Linked DNA regions of Mus musculus: region 2 is linked to region 1. The links are chromatin contacts, called in public HiChIP or PLAC-seq maps. All regions are on one chromosome and are shown on one strand. The core of a region is the stretch at or near the end of the contact, and the rest is flanking DNA. Distances in the headings are between cores, read along the strand shown. Region 1 holds the start of Grsf1 (G-rich RNA sequence binding factor 1). Region 2 overlaps Ankrd17 (ankyrin repeat domain 17).

What was found. HiChIP or PLAC-seq counts read pairs in DNA pulled down with a chosen protein or histone mark.
Region 2: an H3K27ac HiChIP or PLAC-seq map of embryonic stem cells shows a contact between it and region 1, with 10 times the contacts expected there. The contact joins the enhancer-like site here to the promoter of Grsf1 in region 1. A contact is called at or near these places in 2 of 39 promoter capture datasets (embryonic stem cells and hippocampal neurons) and 4 of 115 datasets of contacts at active chromatin or transcription factors (embryonic forebrain, embryonic stem cells and forebrain).

Annotation. Positions count from the first base shown.
Region 1 is chr5:88,673,761-88,677,878 of GRCm38.p6, reverse strand. Grsf1 (G-rich RNA sequence binding factor 1) reads left to right here and starts at 1,708. Exons shown (of 10, transcript NM_178700.5): 1 at 1,708-2,121; 2 at 4,030-4,118. The coding sequence starts at 1,768.
Region 2 is chr5:90,243,521-90,247,850 of GRCm38.p6, reverse strand. It overlaps Ankrd17 (ankyrin repeat domain 17), which reads left to right. Exons shown (of 34, transcript NM_030886.2): 29 at 3,357-4,330. Among named protein-coding and RNA genes, the nearest start is that of Cox18, 22 kb to the right of the region's middle. Within about 2 kb of position 2,235, at least 20 of the 459 cell types and tissues checked have an H3K27ac peak or open chromatin away from gene starts, as enhancers often do. A contact at or near this core is called in embryonic stem cells, where this site is marked.

The sequences.
Region 1 (4,118 bases), core at 459-2,958:
CAGCACTGTGGGCCTGGGGACCCACGATAAACACACAGATGCAATACAAAAGAGAAACGTTTAATAGAACCAGGCTGGGAATGTATAGCTCAGTGGAAAACGTCTTACGGAGGGTTCGGGAGGCATCTCTGGTCCCCAGCCTGACAGGAAAAGAAAAACCTCTAGGGCAGAGGTTCTCAACCTGTGGGTTGAGATCTGCTCCTCAGGTGCCAACTAAGACCATGGAAAAAAGACAGATATTTACAATTCACAACAGCAGCAAAATTGCAATTATGAAGTAGCAATGAAAATACTTTTATGGTTGGGGGGGGGGCGCACCACAAGATGAGCTGTTGTAAAGATGTAGCATTCGGAAGGTTGCCAGCCACTGCTTTAGGGTTTGTGTCTCACCGAAGAAAAGAGGAAGAACCTCTTCTACACATCTCGGGTATAAAAGGAACAAGCCGGTCAGGTTTTCTATTCTTTCCTTCTTGGACAGAAATATGTTTTCATTTGTGAAATACCTGGTTTTCTTAAATCTAAAAGGAGTCCAGAGTAAACAAGCCAAAGTTTAAGCCCAACCATCTTAAATGTCTCAAAGGTAACTTATCAGAACGTAACCTTTCAAAAGTCTGTACTGGGGCTGGAGAGATGGCTTATGGGTCTAGAGTGCTGGCTGCTCTTTCAGAGGACCCAGGTTCAACTCCCACCACCTGCATGATGGCTCACTGCTGTCTCTAACTCCAGGGCCAGGGGATCCGATGCCCTTGTCTGGTCTCCGTGGCCACACCCATATATTAATACATTAAACTAATAATAAAAAAGTCCGTATTGTTTTAAGATGAATACCATAGGATGACTGCCATTACATAGTTAACTTAAAAAAAAAAGTTTTAGAGCTGGCACTGGGATAAAGGTGAAACAGTGGAAAATGTAGGCGGTTTCTTTACTTCTGGAAGTTGAACAAGAATTGAATTTCAAAAACTTTGAAATATGTTAAGATTTTCCACGATAGAGAGCCCTATATTGGTCTCCTCACCCCCACGAGGAGGTTGGGGTGATCTAAGCGATTACCCTGCCACGGAACTACACTACCCAGTCACAGAGATGCCTCCTAACCCCACCCCCGCCACAACCAATCAGCCTCTCCTTCATATTTTTACTCTAAGAACTCCCATTTGTCTTTAGTTTTTTATTTTTATTTTTTTACCTTTGACAGGTCCTTGCCACATAGGAGAAAACTGCACAACCACTCATGTATTTATTTGCAAATCTCTACACCTTCACTTGTGACTATATTGTCTAAGGAAGGCTTTATTTTATATAATATATGATAAATATTATATACATATCTCACATATACTATAAAATCAGTGCTTCCGTTCAAAACAAAGTTGGCCTTCTGCACGAATTTTGAGGTTGGGGTATCAACGCCCCCTCAGCGTCGTCCCAAAACGTTTTAGAGCTAGGTAACCCATTCCTTCCGGAAACTTCGCCGGGCCTCGGTGACCCGCAGACCTCAGCTCTAACCTGAGCAGGAGAGCCTGGGACAACTTCCACTCTGGAGGCGCTCAGGTCACCCCACCCACACCCTTACCGGCGGGAAAGCCCCGCCCCGAGGGCGGAGCCTGGGCGGGGCCGCTCGCTCACCTCCGCCTCCGAGCCTCGTCTCAGCCCCGGGTGCGCGCGGCGCATGTGCCCGGTGCCCCCTCCCCCGCCCTGGATTCCACTTCCCCTCCGCTCGCGCCACAGCGGCCACCTCCAGGCCCCGCGCCGCCTCCGGAGCCGATGGCCGGGACGCGCTGGGTGCTAGGCGCGTTGCTCCGGGGCTGCGGCTGCAACTGCAGCAGCTGCCGGCGGACCGGCGCCGCCTGCCTGCCTTTCTACTCCGCCGCCGGCACCTTCCCGTCGGGCGTCTCTGGCCGCCGCCGCCTGCTGCTACTCCTCGGGGCCGCCGCGGCCGCCGCTTCGCAGACGCGGGGCCTGCAGCTCGGGCCTGCGGCCGCCGGGAGGCTGGCGGGTCCCATCCCTGCCCGTCCCTCCGCCGCCGCGGCCGCCGCCGCGTCCTACTCGGCCCTGCGCGCCCCGCTGTTTCCGCGATCGCTGGCAGCCGCCGCGGGCCCGGCGCGGGGTTACAGTCAGGTACGTGGCGCCGCGCGCGGGACCCTCGGCGGCCGCGCGCCCGCGTCGGTCTGTCCGCGAGCGCCCCGCGTGCGCGCCCGGGGATCCGCGGCACGCACCGCACCCCCGCCTCCCTCCCGCTCCGTCCTCCTATTGGGCACGGGAACAAGGGACGCTCTCACGGCCCCGGCTCTTCTTGTTTTGTTCCCTCCGAGTCTGGGCGGTTGGGCAGTGTAAGTGTGGCTGGGGTGAATGTAGAGGCCTTGTTTCCCGCCGGGCCCATGGTAGGTTTTGGGGGCGCCGCCGACGCCCCCCACCCCGACTCCCCCCTAGCCTTATGCCCGCTGGAGGTGAAGCTGAGCGGCCAGAGCCCGCGGAGGGTCGGGGCCGGCCGTGCGTGCGGTGGGAGCGGTAGGCCGGGCGGCTCGGGCCTCCTCGGCCGGCCACCGACGCGCAGCCCCGCGCGCACGGGAGCGTGGGCTAGCCTGGGACAGCCCCCGCGCGTCCCTCTCCCTTGTCCGCGGGGAGAGGCGGGCGGTCCACCTGACTGAAGGTCACCTCTGCAAGTCCACTCGCCTTGACAGAAGGACCTTTGGTGCAGCGGGGCTCTGCGGACGCGGAGAGCTGTGGGGAGACCGTGGGAAACTGGGAGAGAACGTGTGTGTGTGGGGCGGGGGCGTCCGTGGGTGAGGACTTGGGGGCTTCGGTTGTCACTCCACGATCTTTTCCCTTGTTTCCCGTCTTTTCAGAAAGACATTGTAAGAATTCATATTGCAAATATTTGGTCCTCTGTATATGTGGGACATTTCTCTTTTGCGGTTTATGTGGCATCTGGGAAGTGTCTACCTAACCTGGTAACGCCACTGGCCATGTTTATCTTAATTTAGTTTTGCGTCTGCTTGAATTAGTGATATCTGGGTGGTTCATCTGCATGGCTGATGTCTGCCAGTAGCTGAGCTAATTGATTTGAATCCCGGCCCAATACTTTCTGCTGCACTATTTATTTATTTATTTACTTATTTATTTTGTAAAGATGTTTATGGAATTCTGGGGAAACAGAAAGTAGCAGTTTGAGCCCCCTGCCGCGCCTGTCTCTGCTGTTGCCTTTTCTGTTTTTTTCCCTTATCCACTTTCTCTTACATTAGTCTTTTCAAGGCGTTTACCCATGTCCCAATGCCTTTTTATTAACTTCCTTTGCCTACAAAGTGAAGTATCCCTTCATAGAGCCCAACACAAAATAGCCAGCTGCTGTGCCTTTTGCCTTTGGCTCTTCATTTTACTGTCCAGTTTGGGCAAATGTGTTTGCTGTTTTTCACATGCTAACACTTCCCCTCCCCTCCCAAATTGTAATGTCCTATCTTTTATATCTCCCATCTTTATTCTTTTTTTCCCCTGTAGTTTTCTATTTTTTTAATTTACAGGATTTTGTATTTTTATTATAACACTTAAGGCATCTTGTTCTGTATCTTGCCTTGTTCCAGATAATCAGTGCTTTGAGATGATGGTTTGAGGTTGTGTTTTGTGTATGGGGTGATTTTCAATTAAGCGGTATAATTTGTCATTGTATGGCTTTTAATGAAAGTACTCTTACTCCCAGGGTTTGGAAAGTAGCCCTGCCCTTAGTGGTAGTACTACCACTGGAATGTACTTGTATATCACCTTAGGATATAAAATATAAACGTAAACCAAAGCCATCCTGGTATAGCTAGCCTGGTAGCCAGCACTTGGGAGACTGTGGCAGGATGGTGGTGCATTTGGGGTAGCCTAGGCCACATGGGCGAACACTTTTCAAACGAAACAAAACCAGAGGGTGGAGAAGTGTGCTTCTCACCTCTGAAATAATCTCATCTGCATCTGTTTGTAGAGTTAAGCAGTTTTTCTAAGTAGGTTGTCAAAGAAATGTCTTTACGATTGTTTTCTTCTTGAAAGGAATCCAAAACTACCTACCTGGAAGACCTCCCACCACTGCCTGAGTACGAGTTGAGCCCATCCAAGCTAGGAGACGAGGTGGATGATGT
Region 2 (4,330 bases), core at 986-3,485, 1.6 Mb before region 1:
CTACTCTTGTATTCTATTATATTTTCACCAGCTTTCTGTTTCCCAACTCCTTCATTGCCTAAGCTTGGCAGTCCTGGAACTTGCTCTGTAGACTGACTTTGAACTCAGAGAACTAACTTTGAACTCATAGATCTGTATGCCTCTCTCCTAAAACACTGGGATTAAAGGTGTGGTCCACCAAGCCAGGATTTAAGTTTTTGTTCACCTAGAACTTGCTCTGTTGGACCTTGAACTCACATTTTGTCTTCCTCTTCTGGGAGTAAAGGTGTGTACTTCCATGCCTGGCCCTAAACTTAGCTGGGTGGATTTTGCTCCAAGGTCACTCACTACTCCCTTAATTCATTTACTATCTGTGAACACAGGATTCAGCTCCATTTTACTTCTGAGTGCCCCTTTAATATTCCAACCATATATTTTATATTTGTCCTTTCTTCTCAGCTTGTTCCTTTTCATTAAAATGTTTTTCATAAGAGTGAACTTTAGTAACCATACAACAGAAATTACCCCAGGCTGTTTTGAGACTTCCTTTTTCAAAGGAATCTAAATCTCTTGGCCTCAGGCAGACTCCTAGGACAATGCAAAAAAAAAAAAAGTCACATTCACCAAAGAACCACAAAAACAGTCTCTAGGCCACATACTGAAATTCTCCACTAAAACCTCGTGGGTCAGATGGTCACAGTTCAAACCACTCTCAGCAACAAAGTCTTCCACATTCCTTCTAGGATGACCCATTAAGACCCACTTAAAGCATTCCAGTGCTTTCCAAATCCAAAGTCCCAAAATCTACATTCTTCCAAACAAAAACATGGTCAGGCCGATCACAGCAGTACCCCAGTCCCTGGTACCAACTTCTGTCTTAGTGTTTTACTGCTGTGAACAGACACCACGACCAAGGCAACTCTTATAAGAACAACATGTAACTGGCTTACAGGTTCAGAGGTCCATTCAGTCCATTATCATCATGGCGGGAACATGGTGGCATCCAGGCCGGCATTTGCAGGCATTGCTGGGAGTCCTGTTTCTTTATCTGAAGGCTGCTAGCAGAATACTGGCTTCTAGGCAGCTCAGTGAGGGTCATAGCCCACACCCACAGTGACACGCCTACTCCAATCAGGCCACACCTCCAAATAATGCCACTCCCTGGGCCAAGCATAAACAAACCATCACTGGCATCTCCTCAGCCTTTATGTATTTAAAAGATTATAGTTTTAGAAGAGTTGTAATACAGGTATTTAATCTCAGCAGAGGCAGGCTGACAGAACTCTAAGTTTAAGGCCAGCCTGGACTTTATAATGATTTCCAGGACAGCCAGAGCTCTGTAGGGAGACCTTATCCCCCACATACACATCCCATCCCCCAAAGTATGAGTCTTTGGGAATATTATTCTCAGGATTTTTTCTAATGAATACATTCTTATGATATGTTTTAAATAATGTTATAAAAATTTGAGATAGTTAAAAATTTGTCTAGATTCTTGAGTAATAAATTTCTTACACATTTTAAAGCAGGGAGTTATTTTCTCTCAATTACTTTATAGATTTTTGTTGTGAAATGATATCCTTAGAATTTGAACTTATTAATGTAACATAATCAGTAGTGGCAGTGTAAATATTTAACCTGAAAACTCAACAAGTGTGTCTGCTGAAATACTCCAAGAATAAAGATGACAGTTTACGACATTATAAGGATGCAAAAGCTGTACTTAAAATAGCTATAGTATAAGTACATTTTGAAAAGCGGGTTCTCAGGGTAGGGTCGGAGGAGAGATGGCCCAGCAGCTAAAAACACTGACTGCTCTTCCAGAGAACTAGGTTTCGATTCCCCTCACCCACACGGCAGCTCACAACTGTCTATAACTCCAGTTCCAGGGTATCCAGACATGCAGGCAAAACACCAATGCCCATAAAATAAAAAGTAATAAATTATTTAAGAGAGAGAGAGAGAGAGAGAGAAGGAAAGAGAGAGAGAGAAAGAAAAAGGGAGGGAGGGAGGGAAGGAAAAGTGGGTTTTCAACTGAGTGTATACTAGGACTTACAGGTTTTTTTTTCTTTAAAGTAGGGAGACATTTAATCCATTTCATTTTCACCTTTTCCTCTGCTAGATTAACTTGCAGAATCCAGAGGAAAGGCAAGTAAATACCCTTTCTGGGTCATTTGTTCTTGAGGTTTCCATATGTAAACTTAAATCGGGCGTTTTCCTGAAGAGCCAACGTTCTAGTTTGCTGTCATTGTTGTTGCTGGCATTGTTAGAATTCCTCACTTGTTTTGAGAGGTTGTCCTCCAATGCTGTTCATAGGGAAGCCATTTAGGCAGTAAACTTATCTCAGATACTAAGATCAACGACCAAATCCTCTTCCCTTGCTTAGTTGTAAAGTGTTTCATGTTTACTTGAACATTGGTGTTTTGTTTTTTGATTTTACAGTGTTAAAAATTGAATGTAAATTCTCACCAATGAGCTACAATTCCAACTTTTTTTTTTTTTTTTTTTTTTTTGTTTTTGAGACCGGGTTTCTCTGTGTAGCCCTGGCTGTCCTGGAACTCACTCTGTAGACTAGGCTGGCCTTGAACTCAGAAATCCGCCTGCCTCTGCCTCCCAAGTGCTGGGATTAAAGATGTGCGCCACCACTGCCCGGCCAATTCCAACTTTTTAATAAGATTGTTTTAAATATTCATCACCCTTTTTGAGGCAGGCTTTCTATGTAACTCTTTACTAGGCTATGTCTTAAGTGTTAAGATTAAAGTCTTGCACCAACACTCTAGGCTTACCTTCTTTTCCCCTTTTTCTTTTAAGGCCTGCTCTCAGTAAGTAACTCAGGCTGGCCTGGAACTCACAGATCATTCTTCTGCTGGTACTATTGGCATTGAGTACCAGTTCTAGTTATTGACCGTATATTTATCTTCAAAATATTATTGTAGGCCACACAAGCTTTTATGTATAATCTGTTTCCTAATGATAAATCATGTTACAATAGGAGAAATAACATTTTAGTCTAAGGAAACAATGGGAAGATTTTTTTTTCTTTAAAAATAAAATAGAGGCTGGGACAGTGGCTTAGGAGTTAAGAGCACTTACTGCTCTTATAGAAGACATGGTTTCCAACACTTACTTGGTGGCTTACAACTGTCTAAACAGTTATACATGTGGACATAATCTTTTTTTTAAGTCACTTAAGGGGTGTGTGTGTGTGTGTGTGTGTGTGTGTGTGTGTGTGTGTGTGTTTGGTTTACCTGTTTAATGTGTGTTTATACATGCATACATGTAAATGTCTACATGAGAATGATAGACTGTACTACTAGAAAGTAGTGAAATTAAGGCTAATTTGGGGGCCATTTTTTTATCTGTTGATCAACATGCAGGGGTGGCACTGAATCAACAAGACAAGCAACTCAGTTGATCAATGCTTTGATCAAGGATCCAGACAAAGAAATTGATGAACTTATTCCAAAGAATCGTTTGAAAAGCTCCACAGCAAATTCCAAAATCGGGTCCTCAGCACCTACCACCACTGCTGCTAACAGTTCCTTAATGGGGATCAAAATGACAACTGTAGCTCTGTCGTCGACATCTCAGACTGCCACTGCACTCACCGTTCCTGCCATCTCTTCTGCATCCACTCACAAAACCATTAAGAACCCTGTGAATAATGTGAGGCCTGGGTTTCCAGTTTCTCTTCCATTAGCATATCCTCCTCCACAGTTTGCACACGCTTTGCTTGCTGCTCAGACTTTCCAGCAGATCCGTCCACCACGGTTGCCCATGACCCACTTTGGAGGTACTTTCCCACCAGCTCAGTCCACTTGGGGTCCTTTTCCTGTCAGGCCTTTGAGCCCTGCCAGAGCTACTAACTCGCCTAAGCCTCACATGGTGCCTCGCCATAGCAATCAGAATAGCAGTGGTTCTCAGGTGAATTCAGCAGGTTCTCTAACTTCAAGTCCAACAACTACAGCCAGTTCATCAGCTTCAGCGGTGCCTGGTACAACTTCAAATGGCAGTCCAAGTTCTCCTTCAGTCAGAAGGCAGCTTTTTGTCACAGTTGTGAAGACATCCAATGCCACAACCACAACAGTCACAACTACAGCAAGCAACAACAGCACCGCACCCACAAACGCCACATATCCTATGCCTACTGCCAAAGAACACTATCCAGTATCATCCCCATCTTCCCCATCACCACCAGCCCAGCCAGGAGGGGTTTCTAGAAACAGCCCTTTGGATTGTGGATCAGCATCCCCAAATAAAGGGGCATCTGCTTCCGAACAGGAAGCAAGCAGTCCACCAGTAGTAGAACCTGCAAATAGCAGACCCCCACACAGCAGCAGTTCTTCTGGGA